Regions from separate parts of the Sus scrofa genome. Here all the other regions are linked to region 1. Evidence: chromatin contacts called from public Hi-C and HiChIP or PLAC-seq data. All regions are on one chromosome and are shown on one strand. The core of a region is the stretch at or near the end of the contact, and the rest is flanking DNA. Distances in the headings are between cores, read along the strand shown. Region 1 holds the start of C13H21orf91 (protein EURL homolog). Region 2 overlaps CHODL (chondrolectin). Region 3 has its middle 82 kb from the start of BTG3.

Region 1 (2,700 bases), core at 147-2,646:
ATACTGTGGGAGTTAAAAAAAAAAAAAAAAGGTTTCTCTTAAATTCACAGCTGTGTTAACTTCAGCTTCATTTCCAGAAACCCTTATCTTTAACAGATCTCCACACTACATACGTGACAAAATTTCCAACCATTCAAGAAACTTTAGTTTAACCTTATAACTAGTTCAGCATAAAGTAGTTCTGTAAAGGTCATGCCATAAAATGAATCTATACTGTATCCTTACCATCAATATTTAGTTCAAAACAAACGTGGCAGAAGGAGAGTGTTTCTTTATCTGTTCCCAGTTTACAAACACTGCAAATGTTGTCATCATTCAAATCAATGTTTACAAACTGCTCCTCTTCGTTCATAGTGTCCCTATTAAGAAACAAAAAAGGAAAGTTACACAATTTCAAGAACTCGCCATTACAGCAACATCAGGAACTTCTAGGAAGAGAGGACGCTGCTCAATTTATCTAATACAACAGCCCCATCAAACATCGCCATACTTGTACTTAAATATTTCACTTTTATTAAGTCACACTATGCCTAAGTACCTTTCTTGGTCCTGTTTTTGATTGAGGATATCTGCCAGAAAGCAGTTTTCAGGTATTCTAGTCCGCCCCCACCCCATCGCGGACGAGGCACAGAAAGAAAGAGCTTAGTAGAGAGGCCTATGCAGCTCTCAGGGTCCGCAACCTACTTCACCCTGTTAAACGTAGGGAGAACAATCCGCTCGGGACACTGCTTCGCTAACTTCGTTGTGGGAACCTGAGATGCGTTTCGCTAGCTCGGCGTGGCGAGGTTTCCTATCCTGAGATCCGAGGCAGGAAAATGCACGTGGAAAAGCGAACACTGGGGAGTGGGTCCCGCCTGTGTCCAAAGCATCCACACGGAAGGCCCGGCAGCGGCTCCGCTGTGCTGCTTGGCACGGCCGGAGGCGGGGTGGCCAGGCCAGGCCAAGGGTCCCGGAGCCTGGCAGACGGGACGGGACTGCCGTGTCCCTTCGCCCCGGGCTTCATCCCACTCAGGGAGAAAGCGTTCGAGGGCCACCGCAGCCAGTCCGCCCAGACTGGGCGCCTCGGGGAGCCGGGTTCCCTCCCGGTCTCTGGGGTTGGGGGCAAGCGGCTGACCCTCGGGGTGCCGCGGTCCCCGGACGTCTCTTTGACCGTCCGCCCTGGCGCCAGGCGCGGAATAGCGCCAGGGTCCACGGAGCTCAGAGTGCAAAGGCGGCGGGACCGCGGGGCCGGGGACCCGGGCGCAGGCGGGTCGGGGTCAGGGCAGCGGGGTCTTTACCGTCCAGCCTCGCGCGCCGCCGCAGCCGATCCGCGCGGCTCGGACTCTTCCACTATTGTTTCCGGCCGCAGCGCGGGCGGCAGCGGCAGCGAAGACGGCCGCGCACCGGCCCCGCCCCCTCCCGCCGGTGCCATCCCTCCGAGGCTCTGGGGGGGATGGAGGGGCGGCGCGGCCCAGAGGAGAGCTGCGCGCTAGCTCAGCAGCGCCGGCTGCCCCCCGCCCCCCTGCTGCACCGACGCCGAGTTCTCAACTCGGATTTTCTCCTGCTTCTGGGTCTCTGGGCTCAGGTCCCTTACCGTTCTGCGGAAGGTGGCTCCTCACACGCCCCCTCCTCGAGGCAAGTAGATAGAGGAGTCCGTTACCACCTCCCCCTTTTCGCGTAGTGGAAACTGCTGCCCCCGGGCGGGGGCCGCGGGGGGCGGGGGCAGAAAAGAGGCGAGTGTATGCGAGCGAGGGACTGAGATGCGGGTAGAACTTTGTGTGACATCGGTAGACTGGAGCAAAATAGTGTCGCTGAACTTTCAGTTATGTACCAGTTGAAGTATCTAATGAGGGAAGAGTTCATGTTTCAGGTTTCATAATTTGGAGATAATTTCAAATTCAGAACCTTATTTTTTTTACAGATTGTTATAGAAATGGGGCGCCCCTCCCCTGAAATACGGCTCATTCTTTGTACGCCCACGAGGATAATCCCGGAGCCCCACCTCTCATTTAAAAAAACTGTGGCACTTAAGATCTTTTCCGGCTTGGCTTGACATTTTATGCCATTCTTATTTTTTAAAGATTATAATTCATGTAATACTTTCACTTACATTTTCTATTGTAAACTTCAGTCTAGAGAAGAGAAAAGAGAAGAGTTCTCTCTCTCTCTCTCTCTCTTTTTTTTTTTTTTTTGGCATCCGAAAAATGACTACCAGATTATCAGTTGGTTAGAAACAGCTGGGACTTGAACACAAGGCTGCCGATGGTTATTTTCCAGAGCATCACAAATGCTCTGTATTGGTTACACTGTATCGGATACACTAACACAGAGGAAGGGGATTAGGATGTTAACCTACATGTGATTGGTGGTAGGAATGGATTCTACAGATCTTGAGAATTTCTAGATCAAATTTGCATTTGATGTAAACCATCAGTGACTAAGAGAAGTGATCTGTGTTCTTGCTACATAAAGTGTAGGAAATGAACCAGCCTCAATGGCCTCACTTTCCTGGTATCTTGTTAGAAATGTAGACGATCAAGTCTCAGCCAAGACTTCTGATCAGAACCTGCATTTTAACAGGATTCCCAGGTCTTGATTCCTGTGTACATTTGTTTGAGACGATGTAATTGAAATAGAATAGTGTGTGTGTTTTCTATTTGAATTTCACATTCTAGATCAATATGACTAAAATATCTTGTATTTTGGATTCTACTCATCTTT
Region 2 (2,700 bases), core at 13-2,512, 67 kb after region 1:
CTTCCTGAGTATAGAGCTCTCCTCCACTCTATAGAAGTTATTTTCATGATAAATCATTTTATTACTGTTTTTCGTTTTCATTTGCTTTTAACACCCACATTTATATACACCATATATATCTATATATATATAATATAAATATGTATTTACTACATGGCATGCATGTAGTTTATTTATATATATGGTTTATAATAAACTATATGGGGTATGTGTGCATATGTAAGTGTGTGTGTGTATATGTACATACATATATATATATAAATTTAATCAGTACTCTTGTTAGAGACTATATCTGTGAGATTTGTGAACTCCTCAAGATTAGCCAGCCTTACTCATCTTTATATATTTAGTTGCTAGCACAGACACTTACAGTTAATAAGCTTGTACTAGCATGCAGTAAATCTGTGTCAATTGCAAAAACATTACTAAACTGTTACATAGAGTCAGGAGACTGGAAGAGGGAGTTTTTCTCTTCTTTCCTGGCAAGGACTCAGCCAATGAAAACCATGGATTATTTGTTTACTCCAGCCCTCCCAACTTTCTTTCTCCCTCTTTAAATTTCCCGTGCCATGTGGGGACTTGCATGTGGCTCACCATGGTTGTAGACCTGGAATTGCAATTCTTTTGCTGATCTGGAATAAACCCATCTTTGCTGAAGAAAAATCTGGCAGTCTGTTTCACGTCAACATGAGCAAGGAAATTATAAATTCTTAAATAAGAGATCATTATTTCATTTATCTTTTGGAGATTATTTTGATTATGAGGTGAAATAATATGTATTAAGATATAAAAAACTTTTTCCTTTAAAATTTTCTAAACCCAGTTTCCTCCATTTCAACTGTTAGGTATTCTGCCTACCTTGCTGTAGGGAAGGGTCAACACGGATAAATCAGATTACAAAAGAAGTCAATTCTTGGCTAATCTGTTTCTATTTCCAGGAATCAATGGATGTGGAAGATTAGATAAAAGGTTGTTTTTTTCTTCTCCAGATTCTCTGGGCCAAAGACTAAAGAAAGTGAAAAGGCAAACAGGAGATTAGATATGAGGCTGTCACTGAAAACAGGGGTCTAGCACTTGTTTTTTGCCTTCCTCAACTCTAGCATGGGAGAAATCTTGGATAGGCTGAAGGGCTCTGAAATCTGCACCACAGTATGCTGGGTCTGCCTTGCCCAGGCTTCTGAGAGCCAGTGGTCACCTTTGTAGGAGCTCTGTGAGCTTGTTGGTATCACACAGCTCACTTGAAATCAGCCCTGGCAGATTCCTCTCTGGAACTTGGCAAATGCTCTTCCACCCCACGCCGGAGAGCTGGTGGTTAAACATTTATCAGCACCCTCTGGACCTGAGCCTCCGTGGGAAAGGAGATGGACTACCAAGGACTGGGCATCTTTGAAATTACACATCAGGGGTAAAACCTGTGGTGTGATGTGTCCAGGAAGATGGGCTCAGTCAACCTCCCAGGGCTCCTGCTGGTCTCGGTGTGCCATGGGGAGGGGTACAGCAATTTCTCTGTGTGCAAGGGCAGAAGTGGTAATGTATCTCAGACAACCCTAACCACTGACCCAGAACCCAGAGTGATAGGGGATTGCAGATCATTGATTTCTGCGCAACTTGGAAGGGGCATGGAAGTGATTGAATAAGGGCCAGTTTTGAAGGGTCTTGCATTTACAGTCAAATGACCTGCCAGCAGCCTGAGTGGATCAACAACCTTGAATCAGAAAAGCAACACGCATCTCAAAGAAAACTGGTCTTAATAGATGACAGCCATTTACAAATGAAGAAAATGAGGCTTAAAATGATCACATGTCTGTCTGGCTGAAAACCTGTATGTGTGCTCAACTGTGCCAGACTGCCAGGTCTAGTGTCCTGAGGCCTCACGATCGGGTGCACTAATGTTCCTTTCCCTAGCTCGCCAGTGTGTTTTCTTTTTTTCTGAGGTCTAGAAAGATTGTGCAGCATTTCTAGTTCACAGGAGTGGTTTTATTTTTACTTGTTCTCATGAACATAGTATCTGATGAAATATTAAAATTATGTTTCTTAATGAACAACCATTCCAAAGAGAATGTCAACAGATAGTACTGGTGATGAAAATGAATAGAAAATGAGGAAGTAAAAGAAAAGAAAATCATTATTCTTAGGCAAAAAATGTAAGATTTATGAACAGATGACAGATCACATGACTGTTTATGAACTGGATCAGAACTCTCATTTGTAAGTATCAGAAACCCCACTCAGCAAGATCTTGAGCTGAACTGCAGGTGCTGCACAGATGGGCTGGGAACTGTAATGGTAGGAAGCACTGCAGATGCTGGGATATGAGGGCCACCTGAGCCAAGTCCAGAAAGGGGAGCAGGTTAAAGGCCAGGGCTGCAGGGCAAGAGTAAGGCTACAGAGAGAAGGCAAGATAAGTAACAAGGGTGTGAGGGGAAGAGAAATACACCAGGAAATGGGGCATTTTCCCTCTATGTCTTTGCCCCAGGTGGTATTTTCAGAAGTGGCTCCATCTCCTTTGTGGCTCCTGCTGTTTGATGATGTTTGCTGTGGTTCCAGGTTTTCCTGGGTGAGAAGATTTTTGAAATCCCACCCCGCCCCCCACCATATTTGTCTTCACCCTTTTGTCCTTTTCTCTCTTCAAGCAGATGTGCTGTTCTGTGCTCATTGATTGGATAAGAACATGGAAGGTGAAGGTTTGGTAAAATCTAA
Region 3 (2,700 bases), core at 59-2,558, 99 kb before region 1:
TCACAAACCACAACATGGAATCCAGCAATTGGAGTTGTCTCAGATAATCTAAGATGTTGCAGTGGCTTGTGTGTCTTCTCTGATAAAACTACGAGCTCTGGAAGGCCAGAGATACTGCTGAATTCAGCAGTGTAACCCACGCAATCCTTCACATAACACAAAACATGTAGAAGATGCCTAATACACATTGAATCATGAAGCATTTATGTGGACATGGTGCTACCATTGGAAGGACTAAGGTACTTTTAGCACCACTCAGAAATGGGGAGCTCCAGACTTTTCTCAGAGGGTGAATGGAGATAATTTTTTTGTCTTTCTCTCTCTTTGTCATATTGCAGTCAAGACTAGGCATCAAGCTGGCTGGGACATCATCAGTATTGAGCCTGGAGGGTGAGAGAGGAACTCATGACCTGCCAGAAGCGGGGCTGGAATGGCTATCTCAGATATATACAACGTCTCAGCTCTTGTAAAATTTAAATTTTAGTAGGGGAGGTGGGCCCAACACAAGTGAAACAAACAAGATTTCCAAAATGATGAGTGCTTATCTCAGTTAAGGAGACAAACAATAAGGAAATGTACATATCAGATGATTCAAACAGTAATGAGTGCCATGCAAAAAATAAAAGTGGTGTTGTGTCTGTGAGGGTCCACTTGTTGAGTCATGGAGCTGGGTCAGGGCTCTCAGAGATGGCTTTTTGTTGAGAAGTAGGTATAAGAAAAGAGCAAGCCATGCAAAGAGCTGGCAGGAAACATTTCCAGGAAGAGGAAACCTCAAGTGACACAACCTGGAGATAGGAACAAGCTTGCCTGTTTGAAGAACGCAAAAAACCACAAGGTGGCTTCAGCCCACTAACAGGGGGGCCAAGCTGTAGGTGATGTGGGTGGAGAGGAAGGAGAGCAGCTTGTGTGGGGCCTTGGAGTTTTCATTTTAGGCCAAGTTCAATGAAAAGCCATTGGAGAATTTTAGGCAGGGAGTGCCTCATCATCTGATCCACAACTCTGAGAAATATTTGAGGCATAATTAGCAGAATTAGGTGATTTCTAAAATACATCGAGAGGAGAATGAGGCATTTTAAAGGTTTAATGGTAAATTTCAGGTTTTTGGCCTAGCTAATTGGGTGGCTGTTGGTGCTATAGAAGGAGAAAGATCTGTTTGAGAGTTGGTGTATTATTTTAGACATGCCAAGTCTGAGGTTTCCTTGGAACCCTAAGTGGAAATGATGAGTAAGAAAGTGGTTTTATGTGTCTGAAGCTTTGGGAGAAGTTTCAGTCAGAGGTGCATATCAGAGACTCGTCATCTTCACATAGCTGGTTGTTAAAACCACAAGAGTGAACGAAATTACACAGAGAGTGTGCAGCATGAGTGGGCTGGAAATGAGCCCTGGGGAACAAGAATATTTGAAGAGTAGATGGAGATAGTATCAACAAGGAAGCATGGCGAGAAATCAAAGGAATCAGTAATCATACAGTAAAGACTTAAATATTCCTTAGATTTGACGGTGTGGAGGCATTGTGGACCTCGGGAAGGCAAATTGAAGCAGGATGTGAATGTTGGCTGCTCTCTGAAAAACTTGGCAGAGAATGGAAGCAGGCAAATTATAGGGAGCAGTATAAGGTTAGTAAAATGTGTTTTTAGGGTGGGAGAGACAGGGGATTATTTATAGGCTAAAGAGGAGAAAAAAATAGAAAGGAAGGGATTGAACATTTAAGAGAAAAGGGGAAGTTGGAAGAGTGCAAGCTTAGAAGAAAAAATGAAGGGATTTGAGGAGTTAGCTTTATACAAGGATGCCTCATTCTCTTAGCATGAAATGCGGTAAGTAAAAGTGTGGATGCCCACATGTTTGCATTCAAGGCTATGGGATTAAAATCAAGAGATTTATAGTGGGTGGTCCCAATTGTCTCATTTAATCCAGTTAGTAAGAAGTTGGTCTAAGAGCTTTGTGTATGAATTAATATATAATGTTTTATTTATATTTAATGTTAAAAATAATATCTAATGTTTTAATTTTTATTAAGGTGAAATTCACTAACATGTAATTATTATTTATTTTATTTTATTTTATTTTTTTCAGCCACACCTGTGGCATATGGAAGTTCTAGGGCTAGGGGTCGAATTAGAGCTGCAGCTGCTGGCCTTCACCACAGTTCACAGCAATGCTGGATCCTTAAGCCACCAAGTGAGGCCAGGGATCAAACCCGCATCCTCACAGACCCTATGTCAGGTTCTTATACTGCTGAGCCACAATGGGAATGCCTATAATTAACTATTTTAAAGTGAACAATTCAATGGCATTTATTACAGTATTATGTAACCGCCACCTATATCTAGTTCTAAAATTTTTCAACATTGCGAAAGAAAACCCCCATATCCACTAAGAAGTTATTCTCCATTCTTCCCTTATCCTGTTGCCTAGCAACCACTTGTTTGTTTAATATCTCTATGAATTAACCTATTCTGCATATTTTCTACAAAAAAATCATACAACATGTAGCTTTTTGCATTCAACTTCTTTCACTTAGCACAGTACTTTTAGAGGTTCATCCAGGTTGGAACATGTACTCCATTAATTTTTATGGCTGAATTCCTTGCATGGACATATCACAATTTGTTTATCCATTCATCTGTTTATGGACACTTGGGTTTGTTTCACATTTTTTGAAACAGTAGTAAAGAACACATAATGTAAAATTTACTATCTT

What was found. A called contact is a pair of places that touch in the nucleus more often than the background predicts. HiChIP or PLAC-seq counts read pairs in DNA pulled down with a chosen protein or histone mark.
Region 2: a contact with region 1 is called in a Hi-C map of liver, with 4 times the contacts expected there. The contact joins the enhancer-like site here to the promoter of C13H21orf91 in region 1. A contact is called at or near these places in 2 of 5 promoter capture datasets (fetal liver and liver) and 5 of 47 Hi-C or Micro-C datasets (embryonic fibroblasts, liver and skeletal muscle).
Region 3: a contact with region 1 is called in an H3K27ac HiChIP or PLAC-seq map of alveolar macrophages. The contact joins the enhancer-like site here to the promoter of C13H21orf91 in region 1. A contact is called at or near these places in 2 of 5 promoter capture datasets (fetal liver and liver), 8 of 47 Hi-C or Micro-C datasets (blood, embryonic fibroblasts, fetal liver and 3 more) and 2 of 2 datasets of contacts at active chromatin or transcription factors (alveolar macrophages and skeletal muscle).

Annotation. Positions count from the first base shown.
Region 1 is chr13:182,407,666-182,410,365 of Sscrofa11.1, forward strand. It overlaps C13H21orf91 (protein EURL homolog), which reads right to left and starts at 1,397. Exons shown (of 5, transcript XM_003483342.4): 1 at 1,278-1,397; 2 at 226-359. The coding sequence starts at 352. CHODL (chondrolectin) reads left to right here and starts at 1,455. Exons shown (of 10, transcript XM_013981213.2): 1 at 1,455-1,614.
Region 2 is chr13:182,474,734-182,477,433 of Sscrofa11.1, forward strand. All of the region lies in intron 2 of CHODL (chondrolectin), which reads left to right. Among named protein-coding and RNA genes, the nearest start is that of CHODL, 67 kb to the left of the region's middle. Within about 2 kb of position 1,263, at least 4 of the 83 cell types and tissues checked have an H3K27ac peak or open chromatin away from gene starts, as enhancers often do. A contact at or near this core is called in liver, where this site is marked.
Region 3 is chr13:182,309,068-182,311,767 of Sscrofa11.1, forward strand. No RefSeq gene overlaps it. Among named protein-coding and RNA genes, the nearest start is that of BTG3, 82 kb to the left of the region's middle. Within about 2 kb of position 1,309, at least 15 of the 83 cell types and tissues checked have an H3K27ac peak or open chromatin away from gene starts, as enhancers often do. A contact at or near this core is called in alveolar macrophages, embryonic fibroblasts and fetal liver, where this site is marked.